Linked DNA regions of Mus musculus: regions 2 and 3 are each linked to region 1. The links are chromatin contacts, called in public HiChIP or PLAC-seq maps. All regions are on one chromosome and are shown on one strand. The core of a region is the stretch at or near the end of the contact, and the rest is flanking DNA. Distances in the headings are between cores, read along the strand shown.

Region 1 (5,018 bases), core at 746-3,245:
AATTTGTGCAGAATCAGATCCATCTGAGCCAGTGACCCTCCGAGAAGGCCTGTGCACTAGCAGAGCAGGATCGGTGGTCCAGGACCAGGATGTGCAAAAGGAGTTGAGTTCCCTTCCCAGAGAATAACAATTACTATGTAAGCAGAGATAAAGGCCCTGGGATCCCAGGCAGTCCCTCTGGGTCAGGACAGATCCCTACAGGGCCCCCTCCTGAGACTCAGCTCCCTGAAGCCATATACTGAGCAACGCTGGCCAAGAGACACCTCACTTCTGTTTTTTTTGTTTGTTTGTTTTTTGTTTTTTCGAGACAGAGTTTCTCTGTGTAGCCCTGGCTGTCCTGGAACTCACTCTGTAGACCAGGCTGGCCTCGAACCCAGAAATCCACCTGCCTCTGCCACCGGTCCCCTCCTGCCTAGGTGCTGGGATTAAAGGCCTGCGCCACCACCGTTTGATGGCACCTCACTTCTGAACGCTCGCCTCAGACGGATCCTGCTCTGACTTGTAAAGCTTCAAAAACAAGTGTTTATACCTTCCCAGGCCTCAGTTTCCCTGTCTCTGATGGCCCACACCTGCTCTTACTCTGAGACTGCAAGGGAACCAGAGCGCAGGGAGCCCGGCCCTTCTCAACTCCCCCTCCCCACTTGGAGGCCCGAGAACAGGCGGGGTGGGCAGGCAAGGAGGGTGGTGGCCAGGTAAACCAGAAAACAGAACTGAATTCCTTCACCGCTCCCCTTTCTCCACCCCGACGAATCCGTTTTTTCAGCTATTCTTTCCCTCGCCAGCCTCCTTCCAGGAACGTGGAAGCAGGTCCCTAGAGAAGGTAGCTAAAGTTACCAGGCCCTAATGGCTCCCAACTCCTTAGGTCCCTAACGTGAGGCAGGAGTCCTGCGGGGGGGGGGGGGGGGACAACGTGGCCCACCTGCAGGCTCAGCCTGAAAGGCAGGGCTCAGGAGAGTCCTTAGGTACAGAATCCACATCTCCCGGGAGACTAAAGCCCCAGAGCCTACCACCTGCTGGGCAGGGGGCTCCTCCACGATGGCCCACAGGTGTTAGCGCTCTCCACCTCCTTCTGAAGTTCCCAGATCCCAAGCAAAGAAGCTTCTTCAACTTTTGGCTGAGACAGTGAGACCCAACACCAGGAGAAACCGGCGATGGTGCGGCTTCCGCGCTCATTCCGTCCCTATCCGGGAGGCCAACAGGTTCCTGCCTGTCCCGGGGTAACAAGGAGCTCCCGCCCCCTCCTCACAGTCAGCGGGCACCCTGGCCAAGTTCCGCCCACGCAGGGATCCCGGACTTACGGCTGCCGAGGACTGATCACCGGTCCCCTCCTGCCTAGGTCACCCCCCCACCCCCACCCCCGAGCTTCACCAGCCCCAGGGGCCCTTGGTCCGCGAGTCGGACACTTCATTGGCTCTTCCAGAGGCACGTGCCGTGTCTGCACGAGTTTCGGTAGCCGCATCAGGGTCCCCCTTAGTCCATCAAAACATGGGGCCAGGGAGTCTTGGTGGGAGAGTCAGTCCGTACTTACTCTCCCCAGCACTGGGAGCCCCTACGAGATGTCTGGGTTCCGGCGCTAGAGGTGGACCACCACAGGATGGTGTAACCAGCTCCTCCGTGCCGCGCTCACCTGGATTGTCTGATTGGGATCTCCGCCAGCCACCGGACCCCCAACCAGCTTGCAGTAGAGGTCCTCGGTGGGGCGTGAGACACTGCGCGTCGGGGCCTCCTCGCCGCAGGTCGCGGACGCGGTGATGCGAGCGCCCTCCGCCAGGTTGAAGTAGGGCGGGTGCAGGCTGAAGCCATCGCCCCCGGGAGTGCGCGCCTCGCCTACCAGCGCCAGTCCAGCCAGCAGCAGTAGCAGCGGCCGTGGCGCGGGGCTCCGGGGGCCAAGAGCGCCCGGTGCGCTCCCCGCGCAGAGCTGCCCTCCGCGCTTCGCCATTTTCCTGCTGGGGGCTGCGGCTCTAGGGACAGCGCGCACCGCAGGAGCCCGGCAAGTCTAGTTTGGGGCGGCCGGTCCCGCTGGCCCCGCCTGTCCGAGGACGTCAGGCCCCGCCCAGGCCCGCCTGGCGCCCGAGCCTTATGCCCTGGAGAGGGGGTTGGGGGAGGGCATAAGAGAGGGGGCGGCCTGGGGACCTTAACCCTTCCGACCCCGGCCAGACCAGCGTCCTGGAAGGGGCACCTGCTGGCCGCCCGCCAGGCCGCGGGAACTTGGCGCTACTGAGCCTTTCCTCTCTCCCAGGTGGTGGCTTCGATCCCCACTGAGACCCCTTGCTTTTTCCGTGGATGTTCAGGACCCCAGCATGCCGGGCCTGCCTCTACCCGCCCAGCGGCTCCTGTTTTTGTTTCCCTAACTTCAAACAGGTCTCAGCCACCTGGCGCCTCCCCGTTGCCCTAGCCTGTTACTCTCTTCCTTCCCTGTTGGTATTTGAATAAACTGTGTGTAGCTGTGGATGGGGACCCAGAGGAGATGTGATCTGCAAATGGTGGGGGGGGGGGGGGTGGAGAAGACCAGACAGGAGGAGACCCCCTACTTCCTCCATTGTTAGGTCGGATTTAGCCCTGTCTACCCCTTTGGGTTTTAAACTCCTCTGCAATAGGGGATCAATACAAGAGCAAAGAAATGACAGGCGCCCACCCATGGAGCATATCCAAGGATGCTCATTGGCCTATAGGTGCCACTCCATAGGCTCCTTGGGAAGCTAAGACTTTGCTTAGACATCTTTCTTTCTTTCTTTCTTTCTTTCTTTCTTTCTTTCTGTTTTTTTGTTTGTTTGTTTGTTTTTTGTTTTTGTTTTTTCGAGACAGGGTTTCTCTGTACTGTATAGCCCTGGCTGTCCTGGAACTCACTTTGTAGACCAGGCTGGCCTCGAACTCAGAAATCCACCTGCCTCTGCCTCCCAAGTGCTGGGATTAAAGGCGCTGGCCACCGCCGCCCGGCTTAGACATCTTTTAAGCAAGCCGTGCCTCTAGCTCCTGTGTTTCTGGGGTACAGTGGGCTCCAGTTGATCTGCCTGGCTGAGTTGCAAACATTGAACGTCCTAGAGGCTTAGCTAAGATGCTTGTGTACCTCATGTCTGCTTCAGCCACAGCCACTGGATTCCCTTCCCTTGGATTCTAGGACCAAACAGGAAAGCCCCCAGGGGTGTAGAGGTCGAACTCAGCAGCAGGGCTAGCAGCTCCCCTTATCTCCTAGCCAGGCCACCATCTCACGTTTTTGGGTAGGACTCCCATTCTTGCTGGTCCTTCTGGATAATCCCAAGGGTCCCAGTGAGTTCCTGAAACACTGCCATCATGTCCTGGCCCAGTTCTGACCCGTAATTGTCTGGAAAATTTGCACCATCCTCCTGCCCTCCTGACTAACCCCCCAGCCTCCTACAAATCTTAAACCCCAAGGGGCTGGGAGGACCCCAGTCTCCGTTGAAAATGCGAGGTCAAGACAAGCTGCCCTCCCTGGATGCTTCCACTTTCCCTCCCCGGAATTCCTCTATAACCTCACTATTAGTTTTCCACCTGGGGGAGGGCAAGGCAGCCGCTTCCCTTTGCTTCGAAGGCTTGGTGTGGGGGAGGGGCTGGCTCCAGAGAGGGCGGGAGACAGGGAGGAATCTGGAATTCAGTAGAGTAGGCTCAGACGCTGATTTAAGACCCCGTGTGAGGCACAGCTGGGGCAGTAGCAGGTTCCCAGATGGCTGGCCCCACCCTACTACTGCCTAGAAGTCCCCCATGCCCGCCAGGAAGCCATTCTCGTTCACGCCTCTACCCTCTTTAGCAGCTGGGGGTCCTAACAGCCTGAGGCTGAGAGATACATTACCAAAGCGTCTGACCTCCGGGCTTGATAGCCTGCTGACTTCAAGGGAGTTTCTCCGGGGTCTAGAGGGCAAAGGTTGTGCCAGTACTCCCCTGAGCCCCCTAGTGGCCAGGCAGGATGTACTTTGGATTGGTCCCAGAGGAGCCAGTGAAAGAGAGGGGGCAGATGGCTGAGAACGTGCCGAGTCAGCCTGTCAGCCAGCACCGGGAGGGTTAAACCCAAGCTAGCTACTTCCCAGCAGACAGCTGGCCCAAGAACAACTGGTGGTGGACGGGGCGGCTGATGCCGGCAGAGGACTCTGTGGCACGGGACTGGTGAAGTGTCCACACACTACCCTGTGGCAGCTGGTCTGCCTGGGCCAGGAGGGAGCAGCTGGATCTGAAGCTAGGGAATGGAGCAAAAGGAGATATCCCACGAGGGTGGGGTACTCTGCCCACTCCATCTCTGTACCCATCCCCTGACAATCCAGACAACATCAGAGGGCCCTGTCCTTGGGAGAGGGTGCCTAGTCTAAAATGAAGTAAGGAGTAAGCTGGCCCAGAGAGGGACGTATGTCAGGAGCGGTCATCACCAAGGTCCAGGCTCAGAGGAAGGCAGAGAGGTCAGCTGCAGCTTGTTGGGGGAAGAAGTCTGGCATGGTTCTATTCCAACAGCATTCCAGGGCTACACGTCAGCCCCTAAGCCACCCAACCTCGGGGGCAGTTGTTGGAAACAAAACCAACGTGAGCTGTCCCTCTCAGCCCTAGAAGCCCACCTTGGGGCTGCCCAGAGGACAAGAGGATAACTCTTGCTCACACTCAAGGGTGTCACTAGGCGTCACAAGCAACAGTAGACAGGCCCCCAGACCCAGACTTCAGGTGGCTGCCACACCCTCCTAGAGAGCTAGCTCTAACTACCTCTTGCTTAGACAAGCCAGGAAGAGGGTCCATTTCCAAGGCCCAGGATGTGTGGAAGCCACATTCCCGTTCTCGAGGCTGCGCTGAGGCCCTTTCAGAGAGCTGATGGTAGAACCTCTGGCCCTGCCCATGGAAGGGAGCCAGGAGCCAGTGGCAAGACTGATTCTGGCAGCTGCTGTCAGCAAGATCCAGCTCTGTCCTCCAAAGATTCAGACTGGACAGATGCCAAAGGGAGTCACAGCCCTGAGAAGCTGACATCAGGATGTCGTAAACCCAAAGGACAGCGTCTGGCCTCTGCTGGTCACTGACTGGCAGAG
Region 2 (5,018 bases), core at 655-3,154, 230 kb after region 1:
CAACCCTGGTTACTGTCTTTAAAACAAACTTACCCTTTTCATAAAACACACCAGATGTTTAAAGGAAAAATATTGTACCAATATTGGTTTCAGGGATGTACCCAAAATTAAGTGTTGGAAGCACGGTGTCCAAGCCTGCTCCTGACATTTGGAGCACTTCCACGAGTCCCCTTTAGTGAGAAGTTCTACTCACACGTCCTGAAGCAGAGGACTCACAATCTCTCAAATTTGTGTTCAGCCTGCTTTCTCTGGCTTCAGGTCTTGAGGTCCATGTACCTAAGGGAGATGTTGAGAGAGAGAGAGAGAGAGAGAGAGAGAGACTAGTAAAGCCGTGTATACCTCATGGTGCCTGGCTGTCTATTCTTCCTGATGTCTTCTCTGAGCAGAGGCAGCCTCAGGTATGGAGGTCAACACCTGGGGCAGTGGAAGTGAAGCTCAGCTTTTTTTGGAGCAGAGACTCACATGTTGACAAGTAGACCCTAGACCCTGAAGTCATCACCAGAGGTTCCCAGGATAGAACATGAGTAGGTTCCGGCCACACCCACTCCGGGAAGACATGCTGATAAATAACAAGTCAGGCTGGAAGAACTAAGCTCAGCAGCCAGTCTCTTCTCTAGACATAAAGGAAGAGCCCTGCCTTAGCTCCCGAGGCTGCATGGAGGGTCTGTCCCCAGGCACCCTGTGACTAGTGATGTCCTCATGAGCTGACAGCAGGGTCCACACTAACTTTACTTTTGTGTAGCCCAAGCTGATCACAGACTCTGATTCCTTCTGCCTTTACTTCCCCTGTCCAGATTATAAACTCTGGATGCCTTGGAGAGTTGGGGAAGGTTATTTTGTTTCTATTGTTTTGCTTTGGTTGTTGTTCTTGGTTTTGTTTTGTTTTATTTTTATTTTTAAATCCAGACAGGATTTTATTAGGTAGCCCAGTGTGGCTCTCCCACTAAAGATTCTCCTGCATCAGCCCCATGTATGTATAGGATTATCGGTGAACATCGCCACACCTGGCTCACATGTATTTTCAATTAAATGTAATACACCCCAAAGGGAGACATATATGGAGAGTTTCTGCCATCGGCTGTTGATTGTCAGTGGTATGATGTTAATGGCTAGTGGCTGTCGGCTGTTACTTGGCTAAATTCAGACCAGCTACTGTTTTCCATTTCCTTCAGTGATGTGTTGGAATCATAAAATTAAAAAAAAAAAGAAAAATAAAAAATAAAAAAGGTTGTTTGCTTGATTTTCTGAGACTGGGTTTCTTTTGTAGCCCAGGCTGGCCTAGAACTATGAAAGTGGGACCCTTCTTCTGCCCCAGCCTTCCGAATACCCACAGGCTTACAAGCAGTAGCCATCACACTCGTATGGCTAATTATCTTAGTTTTACAGATGCGAAAACTGGCCCAGAGGGGTTCAGAAATATGTTCAAGGTCGCACAGCAGAGAACGCCTCAATTTGAAGGTGACTGGTATATTCTCTCTCCATCTCAGGTCAAGAGTACCCGGAACTGGAACCCTGTGGGCTCCTCCGGTGAGGGTGTGGTTTGGCCCAGCGCCCCGTTGCACTGAACTCACTGGTTGACCTGAGCAGAGAGTGGAGAGATCCCTTTGCCGGGCTGGAGCTGTACCCCACGCCTGAGGGGATCGCTACTCGCGCCCTCCAACGCCTCGGTTCCACGCTTGAGCAGGTGGCATCTACGACGCAGTGAGACTTGAGCCATATTTTCCTAGCCTGCAACCTCCAGAGTGTCCCCCAACAGAAAGAAATCACCGCGTGCAAAGCACTAGCTAAGTCCCGCTCTCTGTGCTGTCCCTGACCCGCCCAAGTTCCGCCCCTCCGCTCGGCCCCGCCCCGGCGCGCCCTCGCTACTGTCACCTCTGGCCCCGGCCCGCCCGAGCCTCGCTGCCATTGGTGGCGGTGGTGAGGCCACTACCCCCATCCCTGCGGGAGCGGCTTGGGCGATGAATGAAGCGGGAGTGGGCTGCGCGCGTAGTCCAGAGCGCAGGGCGCAGCGCGGCAGCCGGGTTCGTGGGAAGGTGAGTGCTCTGGGATCTGGACTGCTTTGAGGTCTCGGACCAGGATGGGGACAGGGTCTGGCTCCGTACTAGATGCCTCCTAGGTATGCCAGACTCCGACCTGCTGACGTCAGGAGCGCGGCAGGTGTTTGCGGAGGCTGGACTAAAGCGCGGCGGAGCCCCGGGTGCGTTGTCTGAAGACACATCCCGGGGAACCAATGCGGGGACAGAGTGGGCTCAAGGGAGCCGGATGCAGAATTCACCCCTTCTCACTGCACATGAGGGAAGCTGCAAGTCTGCAGTGGGGTGGGGGAAGGCAGAGCCGCTGCGCTAGAGCGAGAGGGAAGATGGGAGTGGACTTGGGGCGCAGGAAAGCGTGAGGGGGGGGGGGGGACCGCTAGAGCTGTCGGCCCAGGTTAAAGGTTTGCTAGTATACGCAGGTGCGAGCCTCTGCGGGTCTGTTCAGCGACAGATCCAGTGGCTGTGGTGGTTGTTGCTAAGACCGAGGGAAACGTGGAGCACGGAAGTTGCTCACTAGTGGCGGGCTTTGTCCCTACGAGGAGCGCGGATGCCCGGGTCCCTGAGGCCCGGTACCTTCACGCAGCTCTCCGATGCCCCCGGACGCGTGTGTACGCCAACGAGAGTTCGGGTCGCTTTGCTGCCTGATTGGCACGCTTAGCTCCAAACCCGGGAACTCAAGGCAGGGTACCTCCTTCACAGGAGAGGTGAGCATCTGTAGGAAAAATGAGATAGAGACACATAGTCGCACCTTATAGCTTGGGGCCCCAGGCGCAGTGGCTTGAGTTTAGCGTGATGAGGATTGCTGGCCTCCCCCAGACATGGCCTTGGGGTGTTTCTGTCCCAAGGTGTTGAAACTGCCCATTTGTGATGGAACTATCCCAACTTCAGGGCAGTGTTTTTTGTTTGTTTGTTTGTTTTGTTTTGTTTTGTTTTGTAGTTTAGTAAACCAAGGTAGCTGTCTAGTCAGCTGTTGTTAAAGCAGCTTGGGGCAGGTGGACGGCAGGGAAGAGAACACCTGGTGTTTAGCCGAATTATTTATAAATCTTAGCTGTGGTAATGGGGACAGCAGGCGCTGTTTGCTGAGCCTGGCATTTGCTGGCTTGGAGAGGGCTTTGGATAAGAGCAGTCCCAGGCAGCATTTTAAAGTCCCCTTGCACAGAGGAGCAGCCTGGGGCACCGGGATGTTTGGCTTGCCTAGAAATGACACAGGGGAGACCGGAGGTTTGTATCATTTGCCAGCCATTCTCTCTTCAAGAAGAGAGGAAAGCCAGGTCAGAGAACCAGCAGTTACCAGGACAGGACTATGCTGGTGGCCAAAGGTACCTACCTGTTGGCTGTGATGAGGTGCAAGACTTGCCTTGCCTGCCCACTAGGAAAGACCAACAGGTACTACCTGGATAAATTCTTCCTGGATGATCTAATTGTAGCTCATTGGGTGTGGTCCCCAAAGCAGATGCTGGACAAGCCCCAACCAGAACCTTCCCCAATACTGCAGAGGGGCCAGGCAGGCAAGACGGAGGCTTGTGACTGGGTGAAGAGAGGGGCAGGGCCTGGGCCAGGACCAGCAGCATAAAGACTTGTAAATGGGCCCAGCAGGAGAGCTACCGAGTAACTGTTTTGCAGCAGTTTGGACTCTGTCTATGCCTTGCTTCCAGACACTCAGATTTTCTCAGTTCACTGACATATGGGGCCTGTTGTTGTGAGTCCTCTTTCTGTTACAGAAGTCTTCTGACTTAACCTGCTTCCCAGGTGGGTGCTGTTGTGTTTTATGAATTCATACCATTGTGATCTCCTAAAGTGGAACAGGTCGAGTTCCCAGCCTGAAGGTCCTCTGCAGGACGGAGCATTTGAGACATAGAAAGGTCACTGCCCACTCTGGTGCTCCTGGACACCCCTGCTTCCTCTTGAGTTATACTCAGTGCTCCCTTCCTGATCCCCGTGGTCACTGAGAGAGCTCATGGGCTAATCCTTGGAACCTCACCACAGACCTTGTTCTGAGACTCTGGAGAAACTCTGACCTTAGCGTGGTCTTGATGAACAAGAGGGACAGGGAGGTTCAACTCTAGCTCTCAGCCACTGGGAGTAACTGAACAGGCCCTCAGGGATTGTGTCCCATGTATCCAGTGGCCAGGGTTCTGCCTGACCAGTAGAGCCTGGAAGCCTTGCTGGTGGAGATGGAGGAAATGTACCAGCATGCAGTGCCTGGGTTGTATCCTGTTGTGGGTCACTGCAGAGGCAGCGGCTGATCTGGGCGCATCCTCCAAACCTGCTGCTCTCAGGTGAGGGTCTCTGGTTTTCCCCAGCACCCTTTTCCCAATCATGGACAGCTATCATGACCTCATTCTTGTTTTCATTACAAAGAATTATAATCAGCTGGGGTGGTGCTGCATGCCTTTAATCCCAGCATTCAGAAGGCAGAGGCAGTCAGAGCTCCGAGAGTTCAAGGCCAGCCTGGTCTACATGGTGAGTTCCAGGACAGCCAGAGCTACATAGCAAGACCCCCCTCCCCCCATCTTGAGAATACAAAAGCAAACAAACAAATTAGAATTCTGGGCATTTCTATAGATAAGGGTGGTTCTTCTCAAACTACTGGCCTTTTAAAAAGCTGCTTGTTCGTGGCTTAGAAACCAGAGACCATGGGTAGGTAAGGTGAGGCTTGCAGCCATTGTCTGGGCTTCCCTTGGCACAAGATGCCCATAACTCCGGGATCTGAGGGAGCTCCAATATGCTGTTTCTTCTCCTCCCGAGAGCTACCAAGCTCCCCTTCCATATGTCCAGGCCTTGCCTTTGCCTTGTAATTTTTAAACCTGCAAGCTTTGGGGCCTGCCTCAGACACTGCTCCTCAGACCCAACCAAGCCACAGAGAACACTTAGGACTATCTGAGCATGGTCCTCTCCACCCATACCTACTGCTGGTATTTTCGCACCCTGGCTATGCCAGTCAGGTCTCTTATCTAGCTAGAGCTGCCTCCTCCTGAACCTAAG
Region 3 (5,018 bases), core at 888-3,387, 160 kb before region 1:
AGACAGCCTTTTTGAAAAGGTTCTATCAAAGGAAAACACCGCATATAATGCAGCAGGCATATTTTTCAGCATTTATTTAGATAATAACAATGTTACTATGAGAAGAAAAGAACAACCTTGAAGATGAGTGCTCAGAACAACCAAGAACATACAAAACCATCCCCAAGGATGCAGGGCTTGGTACATCAGACCTGTCCACCAGGATGCTTTTGCTTTATTTGTGTCTTATATGTAGCCCAGACTGGCCTCAAACTCACTACATAGCTGAGGCTGAACTTAATGATCCCCCAGCCTCCACTCCCGGGTACTGAGACCACGGGCATGCACCACCACATCTGTTTTCAGCTGATAGTTTTTAAAATATAAAACTTACCTGTAGCTCAGTAGTAAGGCACCTTTGTGGAGTTTGCTTGAATTAATCTTGACAGTCTTGCTGGAACTTACAGTGCAAGCTCCATTTACTTACAGGAGAATCAAGGGCCGGATCAAAGGACTTGTCTGTGTCGGCTGCCGTCTTACTCTAGGACATTCTCCCTCTCCTTGGGACCATTATCAACAACCATGGGCATATGTGTCTCATAGGCACAGGGTTTAGGAAACACACAGGCAAGGGCTGACTACATGACGGCTTTAACTTTACAGAAACAAGTTTCTGATCGCTACATGGCAGAAGTATTAGCAACTTGATTTTAGGGACTCATCATCTCTTTAGCTCCTTCCCTTTCTGGCAATTTTTATAAAACTAGCCTACAAGCTCACTTGGGGGCTAAATATCCCATTGAAAATGTCGAAACATTTTAAGTAACTGTGAAATGGTTTTTATTCCTTGCCAATCTGGGAATATGCCTTTTATGTATGCATACATGTGCAAGTGTGTACGTGTGTGTGTGTGTGTGTGTGTGTATGTATGTGTGTGTATGTGTGTATATATATGTGTGTATGTTAAAGTGCTGTATTAGTGTGTATGTGTGTGTGTATATGTAAAGTGCTGTGTTAGTGTGTGTTAATACTTTTTGAAAGAAAAGAACACTTAAAATATGTATCACCCCAAAAGTTCAATTTGAAATGTCTTACATTAAGAATTTCTTGAATGTTGTGTATATATTTTTAAAAGCACTTTGTGAAATAGTTTGTACATTTATTTCCTAATTTATACCTGATTTTGGTGTTAATATATTTAATGATTAATATTGTTTATTTAATGTTTTATTGATTTTTATGTAATTTTGTGGGGGAAAGTGATGCCAGTCTTTTTCATTGCCTGTATTATAGCTTTTCTTCTGTAACATGAATGTTTGAAAAGTCCTAGGCTGAAATGAACCCTTCGTGCAGGTGTGGTTGACTGTGTTTTGTTTTCAATGGTTCCTCCTACTGAAGGCCAGAAAAGATGCAAAGGGAGATTTGGAAATCGCTGCTCATTCTTCCTCCTGTTTCCCAGCATCCGTTCAATACTTGGTGAACTTGACCACTGAGGACTGGGGTTTTCAGATGTGCTGACCACTACGCGCTGCGCTTGTCAGGGGCTATGGGTGGATGGACATCTCTGCAGACTTAGCATATAGCACAGTGGGAGATGGGAGATGTCCGCAGAGGCACTGGGCAGACACAGGCCTGGCCCAGAAAGGAGGTGTTTTCCTTTCCTGTTGTACCTGTTCTCAGACGTGGGCTTCAGTGACTGAGTGTCCGTTCAAACTTGTAAAAAGAGGAAGACTTTCCATTTCCATTAAAACACTTTTTTAGCCATTACCTCATTTCTGTTTATTGAGCATGTTACGTCTGTCTTGTTATTTGTGAACGAAGTACAGTTTTTAAACACCCTATCATTTTCACCCTTGTTTGGTTGGTTGGTTAGACGGAGGCGCACTGTACAAACCTATGTGACTCTCAGACATTCCCGGCCTCTTTTTCCCGAGACTGGAATTAAAAGCGTGCGACCCGGCACCTGGCTTTTTCCTGGTTTTGTGAGACAGGATCACTGTGTGTCTCAGGCTGGGCAGGAATTCACGGCGATCCTTCTGCTCAGCTTCCTTGGTGCCCAGACTTTGGCTTTGGAGCCACAGAGACCACGGGATTCGGGGGGCGGTGCCTCGCCTTCCGGTTTGCTGCTGCACTGCGCGTGCGCGGCCAGAGCCCGACCCGGAACCAGTCGAGCGAGCGGAGGTGGGAGCTGTCGGGAGCGGGTGGGTGCGGGCGGCATTGCACGGGTGTGCGTTCTCCGGCGGCAGGCGGCGGGCGGGATGACTGGGCGGGATCTCTCTCTGTGTGCGGTGGCTCTAATGAGGAGAGCCCGTCCGGCCTGATCGCCGTAAAGTTGGTTTCTGAAAGACTCGCTCTCGCCTTAGCTTGAGCGTGATGGCGCACGCTTGTAAGCGCAGCTTCCCAGATGAGACAGGTGGATTTCTAGGAGTTCGAGGCCCGCCTAGGCCACATAGTGAGACCATGAACAGAAAACAATGGCAGAAACGTCCCCTTGCCCAGCTCTTTTGGAAAGCCTTTATGGATGCGCTACTAGGGTAGAGGCTCACCTGTTAAGATGCAGGCGCCGCAGTGTGTCGCCTAACTATGGGCAGTTGAGTCTTCCTGAGTCCCCGCCTCCGCGGCTTTGTAGAGGCATTCTTTTAAAGATGAGGTAAAGAAGCATTCTGCACACTAAGGATCGGTAGAGATGCGCCTGGGGTGCGAGCAAATGGCCTTGTTCCTACTCAGAAATCTAAAGGACCAGCATGGAACAGTTTCGGAGCTGTCGGGAGGTTTCCCTGCCTGCATGTGAACCAGTCTGGGACCTTGAGTGCTGGGTCGGGGATTGGGTGGGAGGTGGCAGCTGTCCCTCCAGTCAGTCTGTCCCACAAGGCCCCATAGGGCAGGCACCCAGACAGCAGCGTTGTTGAACGCGTGCTTTATTTTGTTTTTGAGACAGGCTCTCCCTTGCTGGCCTGGCACCCAGATGCCTGTCTGGCTTCCGGAGTGCATCTGCCACCGCACACAGCAGGAACACTTACCCCCACCCCCGTGAATGGCATATAATTAAGTAAAAACCATGTAATGTGAGTTGTCAGGTGACAAAATGATACTCCAGTTTCTAAATGTTTTCCACATGAAGAACGAAGTAGATCACAAACATATGTAATGAAGTGTAAAAGTATGTAGCAGAAACAGTAATGCCCGCGTGGGATTTAATATCCGGTAGCAAAGTGAAAATGGAATGCTTAGAATTAAGTTAGTTAACTGTGAATACTGTTAACCAATTGTGCTTAGCCTATAAAAGAATAACACTGAAGAAATGAAAACATTCCTCAAGAATGCTTTTTTTTTTCCCCCTTTCTCTTTTTTTAAGACAGGTTTGCATGTGTCTGGCTCCCTGGCTGGCCTTGAACTTGCTAAGTAGTAGAAGATGACCTTGAACTTCTGACCTTCCTACCTCCACCTCCTGAGTAAGTGGTGGCATGCCTGGATTATGTGATTCCAGGGGTCAACCCCAGGGCTTTGTGCATGCTAGGTCGGTAGGCATTCTACCAACTGAGCTACACCCCTCTTCCACAGTGCTTTCTTCTTTCTCATTGAAGACATCTTGGCACATGTCTCTAGTGCCAGCTACACAATCAGATCAATCGGTTCACTGTGAAACTAGTGCGGAAGGTTCCTGGACACACCTCTTGTGGACAGTAGCCGGGAGCTTAGCATCCTGTATAGCAGCAGTGGCCCTCTCACACGGTAGCACCGTGGAATTCCCCATACATGAAAGCCTTGCTGTACAGCCTTAAAGCATCTTGGCTCTCAGGCTCCAGGCTCTGACTCTCTTCATTGGCCCAGCAAAGGCACAGTTAGACAGAAAGTGAGGATGCCCTCCTAGGCTCCCTCTACAGTGTGCTGTGGGTAGACCCTACCCACTAGGACTTTCTGTGATGGCAGTATCCTAGTCTGTATTTCCTGGTTTAGCCCTGAGTGGCCTGTAGCACTGAAGAACTAGGTACTTGGGCTTTATTTACTCTGGTGAGTGTGCATGCCCATGCATGTGAGTGTGCAGATGCACACACGTGCACATGTACAGGTAAGAGGGCATTAGGTGTCCTCTAGCACTCTTTCTCATTCCCTTGAGGCCAGGTTTCTCCCTGAGTCTGGATCTTGCCATCTCAGCCTCCGTGTAGTGTGCACGGTTGCAGGTTACACCACAAGCATTCTTGCCCACCGAGTCATCTCCTCAGCTGGATTTTAATTCATTTTAACTTTATCAGTCCCGGGTGGCTGTAGACACTAGATGGGACAGTGCAGAGATTGCGTTAGGTAAGCAATGAGAGAGAACAGCGACGACGGGAAAGAGGTTTCGTTTGCTCCCTGGCAGGGAGCCGCCCATCTCAAAGAGCAGACACACAAACTGAAAGTGGGGTGAGGAGCAGACTGTGGCAGCGTACACCTTTGGTCTCCACACTTAGAGGTGGAAGCAAGCAGTTTTCCATGACCTGCCAAGGCTATATGGTGAGACCTTGTTGTCCTCAAACCAACCCCCCCACCGCCACCAAAAGAAAAAAAAAAAAAAAAACCCACAGGAAACACAGAAAGAAGGAAAGGAGCCAAAGCAGACCCAAGTCTGTGTCAGGACGCCAGGTGGCTGTGCAGCTGTTCCTAACCTTTCCGTTTGGCTCCACCAGTGCCAAACCAGCTGACAGTGACAGCCTGTGCCTTACAGGTCTAGCCGCCGGTGTGCCAGCAGGTGCCCAGAGCAGAGCCACCCACCACGTTCCTACAACACTCTTTCCTCCATGCAGCAGTTCAAGTCCTTGGTGAGTTCTGATCCTGTTCTTTGCTTCAGCGTCTTCCATTGTCAAATGGGAATAATGGAAGAGTTTGCTTTGTGGAACATTTGTATAGGCAGAATGGTGGGTTCATCACTGGAACCCACTTTAGCAGGGATAGAATTCTGCAGGTTGCACACTAGGGCTGGAACATTTGCTACTGGTTGCTTGGTTTGGTTTGACTGGTTGGTCGGGGTTTTTTGTTGTTGTTTTTAGGTTTACTTATTT

Evidence for each region. HiChIP or PLAC-seq counts read pairs in DNA pulled down with a chosen protein or histone mark.
Region 2: a contact with region 1 is called in a FOXA1 HiChIP or PLAC-seq map of pancreatic cancer cells. The contact joins the promoter of Slco4a1 here to the promoter of Lama5 in region 1. A contact is called at or near these places in 3 of 484 Hi-C or Micro-C datasets (all in embryonic stem cells) and 2 of 115 datasets of contacts at active chromatin or transcription factors (embryonic stem cells and pancreatic cancer cells).
Region 3: an H3K4me3 HiChIP or PLAC-seq map of embryonic stem cells shows a contact between it and region 1, with 6 times the contacts expected there. The contact joins the promoter of Mtg2 here to the promoter of Lama5 in region 1. A contact is called at or near these places in 8 of 39 promoter capture datasets (the HPC-7 cell line, cranial neural crest, frontonasal cranial neural crest and 4 more), 3 of 484 Hi-C or Micro-C datasets (embryonic fibroblasts, granulocyte-monocyte progenitors and granulosa cells), 8 of 115 datasets of contacts at active chromatin or transcription factors (the NIH/3T3 cell line, embryonic limb bud, embryonic stem cells and 2 more) and 3 of 9 other capture datasets (adipose tissue, liver and pancreatic islet).

What each region holds. Positions count from the first base shown.
Region 1 is chr2:180,223,864-180,228,881 of GRCm38.p6, forward strand. It overlaps Lama5 (laminin, alpha 5), which reads right to left and starts at 1,996. Exons shown (of 79, transcript NM_001081171.2): 1 at 1,628-1,996. The coding sequence starts at 1,939. It overlaps Gm52542 (a long non-coding RNA gene), which reads left to right and starts at 756. Exons shown (of 2, transcript XR_003953984.1): 1 at 756-820; 2 at 1,076-2,451.
Region 2 is chr2:180,454,341-180,459,358 of GRCm38.p6, forward strand. It overlaps Slco4a1 (solute carrier organic anion transporter family, member 4a1), which reads left to right and starts at 1,905. Exons shown (of 12, transcript NM_001355218.1): 1 at 1,905-2,033.
Region 3 is chr2:180,068,456-180,073,473 of GRCm38.p6, forward strand. Mtg2 (mitochondrial ribosome associated GTPase 2) reads left to right here and starts at 2,138. Exons shown (of 10, transcript NM_181424.3): 1 at 2,138-2,160; 2 at 3,339-3,431; 3 at 4,685-4,778. It overlaps Ss18l1 (SS18, nBAF chromatin remodeling complex subunit like 1), which reads left to right. Exons shown (of 11, transcript NM_178750.5): 11 at 1-1,746.